2 separate regions of the Lactuca sativa genome follow, and region 1 is linked to region 2. A link is a contact called in public Hi-C data. All regions are on one chromosome and are shown on one strand. Each heading gives the region's core, a stretch centred on a gene start, on an enhancer-like site or on the middle of the called end of the contact. The rest is flanking DNA. Distances are from core to core; before and after follow the strand shown. Region 1 holds the start of LOC111883555 (protein TIFY 10B). Region 2 holds the start of LOC111883546 (oligouridylate-binding protein 1B-like).

Region 1 (5,396 bases), core at 1,592-4,091, 160 kb before region 2:
TGGTTGAACTTGCAGCGACGATATTCTTATGTTTCTTCCTCTTATTAGAACTAATTTGATGGAAAAATAGGTTTATCATCATCCAATAAATTGACTTCATCATTATCTTCTTTCCCTTAGATATATTTTTCATCTTGAACATCAGTCGGATTACTATCATTTTGAAATTCAGGGGGAGCACTAGTCTTATCTCTACCAACAATGAAATCTCTAAACAAAGGATATATATATATATATATATATATATATATATATATATATATATATATATATATATATATATATATATATATATATATATATATATATATATATATATATACCCAAACTCACTATACTACATCGTTTTGTATCATATATATACATTGTAATTGTCCAATGTTCTTATAATTCAACTTCTAAGTTGATTTACTTCCAAGATTTTTATCAATTTCACATTTATATTCCTCTTACATAATTTTCATTTTCAACTATAATATATATAGTCTAGTAGGTGTTCGGCAAAAGATGTGATGTAAGAGGAAGATAATAATGAAATTTCGAAAATTTTGAAAATAAATCAATTCAATGGTTGAAGTTTAAGAACATTATAATGAATATATTAAACAAAATGACGTATTATAATGGGTTTGGTAGCTAAGCTTATATACCCTTAAGGTTATATTCACTTTTCCTATATATATATATATATATATATATATATATATATATATATATATATATATATATATATATATATATATATATATATATATATATATATATATATATATATATATATATATATATATATATATATATATATATAAGTATTATGAGCCTTTATTTAGAGATTTCATTATATCCAAATTTACGTCCCTAAATTTGGTTCTCTATCTCACTATGGGTTAATTACCTCTTATTAGCACATGCCACTTTCATATATTACCTTTATTTTTTTGTCCCGCCATTCTTCTGGTGCATAGATTGTCTTTCTTACGAGATTTCATCTAATGCAAGATTTAGTCCTCATAAAACGATCATACAATTTCCAATCTTTCTTCATAGTGTCCCATTTATTTTTAAGTTGCTTTTTGTCAAAAAAAAAATTATTTTTCCTTAATGTTGTTCTTCACATTTGACCATCCACCCTTATTAAAGTGACCATGAGGTCTATTCCTATTTTTAGCTCATCCATGCATAACTTAATAAACTGTTAGAAAATCGGGATATAGATATACTTGGATCAGTTAGAGTTGTGAAACACTTTTAGATTTAAGCATTTCAATGGTACACTCAAAATCTCTAATCGGATGAAACTCATTGTTTTTCTAGAATGGAGAATGAAAAAGATGTTATGAAATATGTGCCCAAAATGAATCCGAAATTGATCATATAACAGAAACTAACTTCCTGTCTTAAACTATCATATGGTAGTTATAGGAAAACAACTTACTGTCCAAAAACAGTCATATTACCTGTCACAAACTAACTTTAAATTGGGTCTATAAATGGATCACAAAATCGGGTGTTTTTACAAAATTACGGATTTCTGAGACATTTTTTTTTATATAGCAACATAACTTATATAAAAAAATTTCGTGCTGACCTGACAGCTTGACCCCTACCAGGGGCTCTGCCCCTTGGACCCCGCTCCCAGGGGCGCTGCCCCCGGACCCCCGTCAATTCAGGGGCTTCGTCCCGAAATAACAGTATACTTTCAATAATGACAAAATCAAACAAATGTGCACTCTACATCATATTAATTTGTTCGATAATTATCAAAATGACATTGATCAACAAATTAATCCTATTACACTTAAATAATATTAGTGATATAAAATCACCAACATAAACTCTTTAAAAAGTTTTATTATACCAAAGACTTTTCGCCTTATTATTTTCAAATGTATAGCATTGTAGCAACAACGTTAGCATTATTCGCTTCCATTATCATGTACTTAAAATAGTGCAGAGTCTTATCTAATTGACTATTCTTAATGAACCGTAAAAATAGAGACGGCAAAGAAATCAAAATAATTGATATTGTTGAGATCTTGTTTCATCAAAAATATGCAAAGATTCCATGTTTCTTTTTTTATTTATCAACTCAGAGTTCTCTATAATTAAAAGGATTAACAGCAAAAGTACATGACAATAAGTGGAGTCAACAGTCGAGTATGTGTCATCATGCATGGCTTTAAAAAAACCAAAAGCCTCACCTTGTTAATTGATTTGTTTATTTGTTTTATTTTCTTTAAACTAGTTGTACATATTAACAATTGTTTTTTGTACGTAAGTGTTGTTTTGTATTTTACTGGTGGACTCGTTTAACCCAAGGTGACCAAAACTTGTTAAAATTAAAAATAGTATATATATTTTAACATAGGGTTTCATCTTTCATCTTTCATGGTTCATTGTAAGTTATCGAGAGGATTGCATGTATATTACATGAGAAAATCAATATAGTTTAAATACTAAATAAACTGATTATTATAAAGTATTACATTTTAAGTCATAATAATAACTAATTTAAATACAAAACATCTAAACATCCAATAAACCGAATTTCTTTTGATGATATAAAATTACAAAGGAATAATCTGTCGACCAGTGAAGTTAGTTGGTATAGTCTTTGAATAATCCTCCTCCTTATTTGCATGGGCCACCACCAATTTTAAATTTGAACGAGTCCAACCAAAGACTGAGTCGACTCGCGCCTAACCAGTCATTTCTCAAAAAAACAATTAACACGTGCTCATATAAAACACGAGAAACGGTGGCGATTTATAAAAGGATAAGTTGACCCCACCACAAGTCACAACAGTTATATGGCCAAAGCACATGAACAGCTTTTAATATAAATTTGCAAATCCCTCCTTCTTCCTTCTTCAATCTTCATCATCAATCACCATTACTCCTCCACGGACCTGTTTTGTTTAGACATGTCGACGGCGAAACGTTACTTTTCCGGCAAAGCGCCTGTGGAGAAATCGAAGTTTGTGCAGACTTGCAACCGGTTGAGTCTGTTTCTGAAAGAAAACGGCAATCAGTTCCGAGATCTTAGTTTCGGAATCAATGCAAAGTTCGATGCTTCAGGTATGTTTGTTTGTAATTGTTTCGATTTGGGGTTGGATCCTTTGATTGAATTGATTAGATCTCTGAAATTGCTGGAGACTAATCTGATGTGTCAATTTGGTATTTCAGAAACTACGACTGTTGATTTGTTAAGCAACATGAAATTTCCCGGTGAAAAGGATTTGAACTTGAATGCGGAGAAATCGGAGAAGATGTTGCCTCAATATGTGATCTTAGATTCCTCATGTGATGTAGAAGATTTAAAAAACAAAGCTACAGAGACTAAAGCCTCACAGATGACGATTTTCTATGGAGGAAATATATTGGTTTTAGATGATGTTCCGGAAGATAAAGCGAGAGATCTGATGCTAATGGCGCAGAAGGGTTCTCCTAAAATCGAGAACCGAATTGAATTGGCTTCTATTGCAAAACCTTCTTCTGATGATCATGTTTTCCGATTACCTCCACCACCGATTCATGCAGAGCTGCAAACCAAAGGTTCGGATTTGCCAATTGCACGACGAGCATCGCTGCACAAGTTCTTGGCCAAGAGGAAAGACAGAGCCACCGTGCGAGCGCCGTATCAGTCTCCGGGGGGTTCATTTTCCGGTAACGACCATCGTTTTGATCTCAATTTCTGACTTGGAAGTTGGAAGCCATAACCACCGGCTTTTTCGAATGCCTTGAAGCTAATGTGAAACAGAGTTTGACTTCACTACCATATTGAATGTTGTGATTGGATCAGAATGTGACACGTCGATCTATTACAGGGCTTTTAATGTATAGATATTTTAGATTAGATTCGTTTGGGTTTTAAGATTTTTCTATTTTTGATGATTTAGTATTTTTAGCTCGTGTGTTTTCTTACAATCAAAGGATCAACCATCAAACTATCTAATTGTTTGAAGTGGGTTTATTATTTATATTTTATTTTATACATGAATTTTAGTTAGGTTTCTTAGTTTACATATTTTAATTCCGCTTTGAAACAATATATGTTACAAAAAGAAACAATAACATATCCGTAAATCCCATTAGAATGAGGTAGAGGAGGTAGATGTCGACAGTCGTCCGTGCACAGAGATAAAATGATTGTGTCTCAAAATGACCTTAGACGTTAAACAACTATTAACCAACAAAGAAGGTAAACACAAATAGTAGATCAAAGTGAGTTGTTTGAGGGAATCAAGAAAAAATCAAAATAAAAGCCACTAAAATATATCAAAACAATGTATGTTAGACCATGGTTATAAAATTAATTAAACTTTCATAGTAAAAATTCAAATTATTAATAAATTATTTCAAACAAATTATTAATTAAGAGATGTTTTTTTAGTTATATAAAATTATAATCGTTGATTTAAATAAATAAGTGACTTTATAATATGTATTAATTTTAATTTAATTTTTATTATAATGTTACTAATTTTATGTAAATAAAGTGGAAAATTTAAAATTTGAAATTTAAAATTTGAAATAAAGAATAATAAGTTGACAAGTAGCATGATATTAATTAGGAGGTATAATATGGTGACACGTGACAAAAGAAGAATATATATATATATATATATATATATATATATATATATATATATATATATATATATATATATATATATATAGGCTTAAGTTATTCTATTCTAACTAATTATTATGTGGATATCGTATGTTATGAAAATTACTAAGAAATTAAATTGCTTAGCAATACGAATATGTTTAATCTTATATAATTATTGTCATTAACACACATTCTCACTAATTAAATCGTCTATAAAGTTATTATACAATTATTATTATTATTCTCATTTCTATCCGAATGTTTGTCAGAATGTTTATTGAGTCGTATTCTGTCAGAATGAAAATGAGTGAAAAACGATATATGAAAACAAAAATAAATAATAATTAGCGAGAATGCATGAAAATGACGATATTTTTGTAAGGTTGAACGTATTCGCATTGCTAAACAACTTATTTTCTTAATAATTCTCATTGCATACGATATCCGCACAATAATTAGTTAGAATACTTGAATATATATATATATATATATATATATATATATATAAAGTTCATTTTATTTTTTTTAGCTGTAAAATATGAAGAGGGGACAAAGGAATATTGATAAGAAATTATAAAAGTGTGAAAGGTGAATAAGATTTTTATTCGTTATCATTGATATTATGTTATATGAGAAAAAAACAATGACAATTTGTGTTTTTAAGTAACAGAATGAAAAATATATATTAGACAATTATTGTCATAGCGAAGAAGTAGTTATGCTCTTTTAATTTTATTGAGGGCTACTTTTGTTTTATGAAGCGTTAAATTGAGGGATAATA
Region 2 (5,244 bases), core at 1,598-4,097:
GAAGAAGTTACGACGTTCAGAATATAAGACTTAAGCCAAACCACAAGACCTATGCAACCAAGCAGTCGAGATCGCGTTGGACATAAGCATCAACAACCCAAACACCTCATCAATGATTGTCTCACGTAAGATGTCGTGAGAAAAAACTAAAGAAATGATTCATATGTACAGAATGAGTACAAAAAAAAAACTTATTTTGAAACAAAAAATGTTAAGGATAAATATGTACAAAAATTTTAAGGACTGAATGTGTACAAAATGAAAAATATATTATCCTATTAAGTCGTTTTTCTCGGCTAGCCTGGAGTAACCGATCATAAGGACTGAATGTGTATAGTTTAACAAGTTGAAGGGGTAAATGTGGACGAAAAAAAAACTCAGTGACCAAATGTGTACAAATCGAAAAATACATTACTCTTTTAAGTCATTATCCCTTTTTATTTTCCATAGAATCTCTCTCTCTCTCTCTCTCTCTCTCTATATATATATATATATATATATATATATATATATATATATATATATATATATATATATATATATATATACAACTATTGTGCGGACGTGTGAACAATGTTATTCTATGATAATCACTAAAAGAATAAGTTGTTTATTGATGTGAATATGTTCAACCTCACACAATTATTTTCATTTACATTCATTCTCATTAATTCTTATTCATTTTTGTTCTCACACATCGTTTTCCACTCATTTTCATTCTTACAAAATACGACTCAATAAACATTTTGACAACATTCTGACAGAATGTGAATAATAAAAAAAAGTCTATAATAACCTTATAAACGATTTAATTGGTGAAAATGTGTGATAATGACAATAATTATGTAAAAATGAACGTATTAACATTATTAAACAACATATTTTCTTCATCATTCTCACAGAATAACATTGTCCACACGTCCGCACAATAGATGTCAATCCACATTTGAACCTATATATACATATATGTATATATATATATATATATATATATATATATATATATATATATATATATATATATATATACACACATACATACACACAGACACACGTACACACTACAATAATTGTATTAGTTCATTGAACTCTCATTCTTCGATCCTTTATTTTCTCATCCTCTTTCATTTCCAACAAACGTAATTGGACATATTATTATGGAGAGTGATAAAGTCGGAAACAAAAGAACTTTTTTCTCGTTATTAGTGACATTGTATCGTTAAATGACTTTTACAACCTTGGTTTGGATTACTATTTTTAATTATCATTGGGACCAAAGTCATTTGGATTGAGCTCCATAACAACTATGTCCAATTAATTAGGATGGGTCCATTATTCAATTTATTATTTGAAATTTTATTTTCTCATGAATTGAATTAACATATTAACCATGAATGTTGTTCATGGTATCGAACTATCATCATCATTATCAAATAGAAAAATGACACAAATGCTTTACAAAGTTTTTAGGATTCGTCGATTCAGTCCCTAAAGTTTTTGCCAAGCTTTACGGGTCCTAAACTAGGATATGACCTGCTCTTTTAGTCCATGTCAACTTGTAATAGCCGATTCACCATGCGATAGTGACCATTTACACCAAAAAAACCTACATTGTGTCCCTATAAAGCCAAAAAATAAGTTTGGGGATCAAAAGCTTATGCCACAAGATCGAAGTGATTTGGGAGAAGAATGAAAGATAGCAACCCATTCGATTTCTTGTGTGTCTTCGTGTATGCCAACATCCATCAACAAAAATCGACTTTATTAGCTATAATTCTTTTCTTCTAAAGTCGATTCACATTCAATTCGCACCCTCCCAAGAAATCGATCGTTGCTCTTATTTTCGTCTTCACCCTTGATCGTTACACACACTCACCGAAGATCACATCCATCTTCTACTTCTGATTGATTCTCGATCACAACCCCCTTCCACTATTTTCTTTGATTTGATTTCAGTTCTTCAAGGAATTGACCCCTTCTTCCTTCTTCTTTGTTCAAAATCGTACAAGCTACCTCTCCTTATCTCTCTGAGTTGCAGGTTTGATGGATGCGAGGTTGAGAAGTATGTGTGGGTTTGATGAGGTTCACAAAGATAACGAGAGTTAATCTTTTTTCTTCGGTTTGCAGGTGATTGGTTATGGTGGCTGACTTGTGATTTTTGTGGGTTATGGGTGCTTCAGTGGTGGCTGATTTCACGATACAAAGGGGAGGAATAAGGGTGGTTGGACTAGGTTGTTGTGATATTGGTTCGATGGTGATTAAGGTGAGTTATGGTGGCTGTAATGGCTGAAGAAAATGTTGATGATCAGTTGGTTCAGGTAGGGTGACGGGTTGACGGAAGAGGTTGTGGGGAAGGTGGAATAAGGGTGGTATTGAGTGGAGGTGAAAGTGAGACTAACATATGATCCCCGAACTTATTTTTTTGGTTTTATAGGGGCACAATGTGAGTTTTTTTTTTTTTTTTTGTCTAAATGGTCACTGTCGTATGGTGAACTTTTTTTAGAGACTCATAAAACCCGACAAAAACTTTAAGAACTAAATCGACCAACTCTAGAAATTTTGTAGGACATTTGTGTCATTTCCCCTTATCAAACATGTTGTACGAGTTGGGGTTCAATATGTTCTCTTGATTTATGTCATGGTCTCTGTGCAATTACTATTCATATTCCTTATTGCCAGTGATATTGTCGGTGATATCCTTACCTTATGTCTTATTCGTGCTATATTAAAACTTTTGTTAACGTCATGCGTAAAAGAAATTAAAATTTTGATGTACATAACAAACGTGGAGGGGTGAAACGTTAATATAGTCATAGTACAAGGCTAAGTTTGTACTAGTGTCCTGTTCGGGTCTGTTTATTTCTTCTTGGGCTTTCCATTGGTCGTTCTGTTTCTCCCACGCGGAGTATCGAAACCCTAACCCCCCAAATCACTGAATTTTACTCGATCCTGAAGCAGAGCAGATTTGTATTCGTCAATAATGCAACATCAACATCAGAGACTGAAACAGCAACAACAACAACAATCTTTGATGCAGCAAGCTCTCCTTCAACAACAATCTCTTTATCATCCTGGCCTATTGGCTCCACCACAGGTTCGCACAAAACACTGTTTCAATGTTGTAATTTATCCCCACTTATACACATGCTTCTGACTTCATCCTTCGTCTGTTAATTCTGTCATTTGGAGTTTAGGGTTTTCGTTTTTTGATTGATTATCGATTGATGATGCTCGTTTTAGAGCTTCTGGATAGTTGCGTTTTTAATCTGAGAAAATCAGTGTTTACTTAGTCTGCTGGCTAGTAAAATATAAAAAGTACTTCTGACTTCATCCTCATGTTGTTCAATTTTTGATTTTGTGATTGATCATGAATTGTTAATGGCCGCTCTTGGAGCTCATTTTAGCTGCGTTTTAATTTTAGCTGGTGAATGCTTGTGACTTCATCTTTTTTGGGAGTTTGGTTTTTGATTTTTGTTCTATCGATGATGCCGAGTTTCTTTGATCAGTTCCATTCTTTTTTGATTGAACCCCAGTTCTTTTTGTCTGTTGGCTACAAAAATATCACATTTTGAATCCTCTCGATGAAATTCATTTTTCACCTTTTCATTTTGCAGATTGAACCAATACCAAGTGGAAATTTGCCTCCTGGGTTTGATCCAAACACATGCCGCAGTGTGTAAGTAGTTTACATCTTGCTTCTTATCATCTTTTTCATTTCCATGCTTGATCATCATAAAAGTTTTTTTTTTTTTTTAAATATAAAAATCCCACTTGGGCCCACTTAATCCTGTTTTATTTTGAGAAAAATGCAGGTATGTGGGAAATATCCATACACAAGTGACTGAACCACTTCTTCAAGAGGTTTTTGCAAGCACTGGACCTGTTGAAAGCTGCAAACTCATAAGAAAAGACAAAGTACCTATTTTTTACTACTTTCTTGCTCCTTTTTCAAGAAATTATAAGTAATATTTATATAATTTTCTTCATGTCTGTAGTCATCATATGGATTCATTCACTATTTTGATCGAAGATTTGCTGCACTTGCAATAGTGTCTCTAAATGGAAGGCATTTGTAAGTGGTGTGTTCATAGAGGTATATTCTGCACTGCAATTTCACTTCAAAACATTCCTCTTATCAAATAAGTTTTGCAGGTTTGGACAACCTATCAAAGTTAACTGGGCATATGTCACTGGACAAAGGGAGGACACATCAGGTAGGACTTAATATTAATACCCTTTTTGGAAATAATTTATAATATACCCATATTTATTTTTTACTTTCTTTCCTCATGACATTATCACTTTCTTCCCTTCAAGGTCATTATAACATATTTGTTGGTGATCTTAGCCCTGAGGTTACTGATGCTATGTTGTATGCATGCTTCTCTGTCTATTCTAGCTGTTCGTGAGTACATGTTTTATCTCTCTATACATACATACATATAATTATACATATATGCATTTTACATACTTTTTTTTTTCATGTATTTGCATCATTAAAGGGATGCGAGGGTTATGTGGGACCAGAAAACTGGACGTTCAAGAGGTTTTGGGTTTGTTTCTTTTCGAAACCAACAGGTTATATTAATATTCTTTCTAGAACATTCTGGAAGACTATTTGTTATTCGTCTCTTCATACAAAAATTATATTTAAGCAAAAAAATCTAACGTTATTCCTTTTTTAGGATGCTCAAAGCGCAATAAATGACTTAACTGGTAAGCGTGACACACTGACACACATGTTCAAATATTATTTTTAGCATTGAGTTTTGATTTAACTTGATTTTAGAACATTTACGTGTTTTTATTTTTAGGAAAATGGCTTGGGAGTAGGCAGATAAGATGTAATTGGGCTACAAAAGGTGCTGGTGTTAGTGATGAAAGACAAGGTTCAGATTCAAAAAGTGTTGTAGAGCTAACAAATGGATCTCTAGGTATGCAATACTCTAGGCATAATTATAAAATAAAACTATCAAAAGTTGTCATTTTTTTTATCTATATATATTTTTTGTTTTGTTTTACAGAGGATACTAAAGAGCCAAGTGATAGTGATGCACCTGAAAATAATCCACAGTACACAACCGTTTATGTTGGCAACCTTGGCCCTGAAGTAAGACCTCCTACAATTTATCTGTATATCTATATCTATATCTATATCTATATCTATATCTATATCTGTATAATAATAGAATTGAATAATTTTTTTTAAATGTAGGTTACACAGCTTGAGCTACATCGACATTT

The links. Hi-C and Micro-C count contacts between places; a contact is called where the count stands out from the background.
Region 1: a contact with region 2 is called in a Hi-C map of bud, with 7 times the contacts expected there. The contact joins the promoter of LOC111883555 here to the promoter of LOC111883546 in region 2. A contact is called at or near these places in 3 of 4 Hi-C or Micro-C datasets (bud and leaf).

What each region holds. Positions count from the first base shown.
Region 1 is chr4:160,498,836-160,504,231 of Lsat_Salinas_v11, reverse strand. It overlaps LOC111883555 (protein TIFY 10B), which reads left to right and starts at 2,841. Exons shown (of 2, transcript XM_023879876.3): 1 at 2,841-3,078; 2 at 3,187-4,009. The coding sequence starts at 2,925. The coding sequence ends at 3,698.
Region 2 is chr4:160,336,841-160,342,084 of Lsat_Salinas_v11, reverse strand. LOC111883546 (oligouridylate-binding protein 1B-like) reads left to right here and starts at 2,847. Exons shown (of 12, transcript XM_052770477.1): 1 at 2,847-3,094; 2 at 3,615-3,676; 3 at 3,813-3,915; 4 at 3,996-4,072; 5 at 4,153-4,214; 6 at 4,318-4,405; 7 at 4,503-4,578; 8 at 4,686-4,716; 9 at 4,815-4,934; 10 at 5,025-5,110; 11 at 5,216-5,244. The coding sequence starts at 2,981.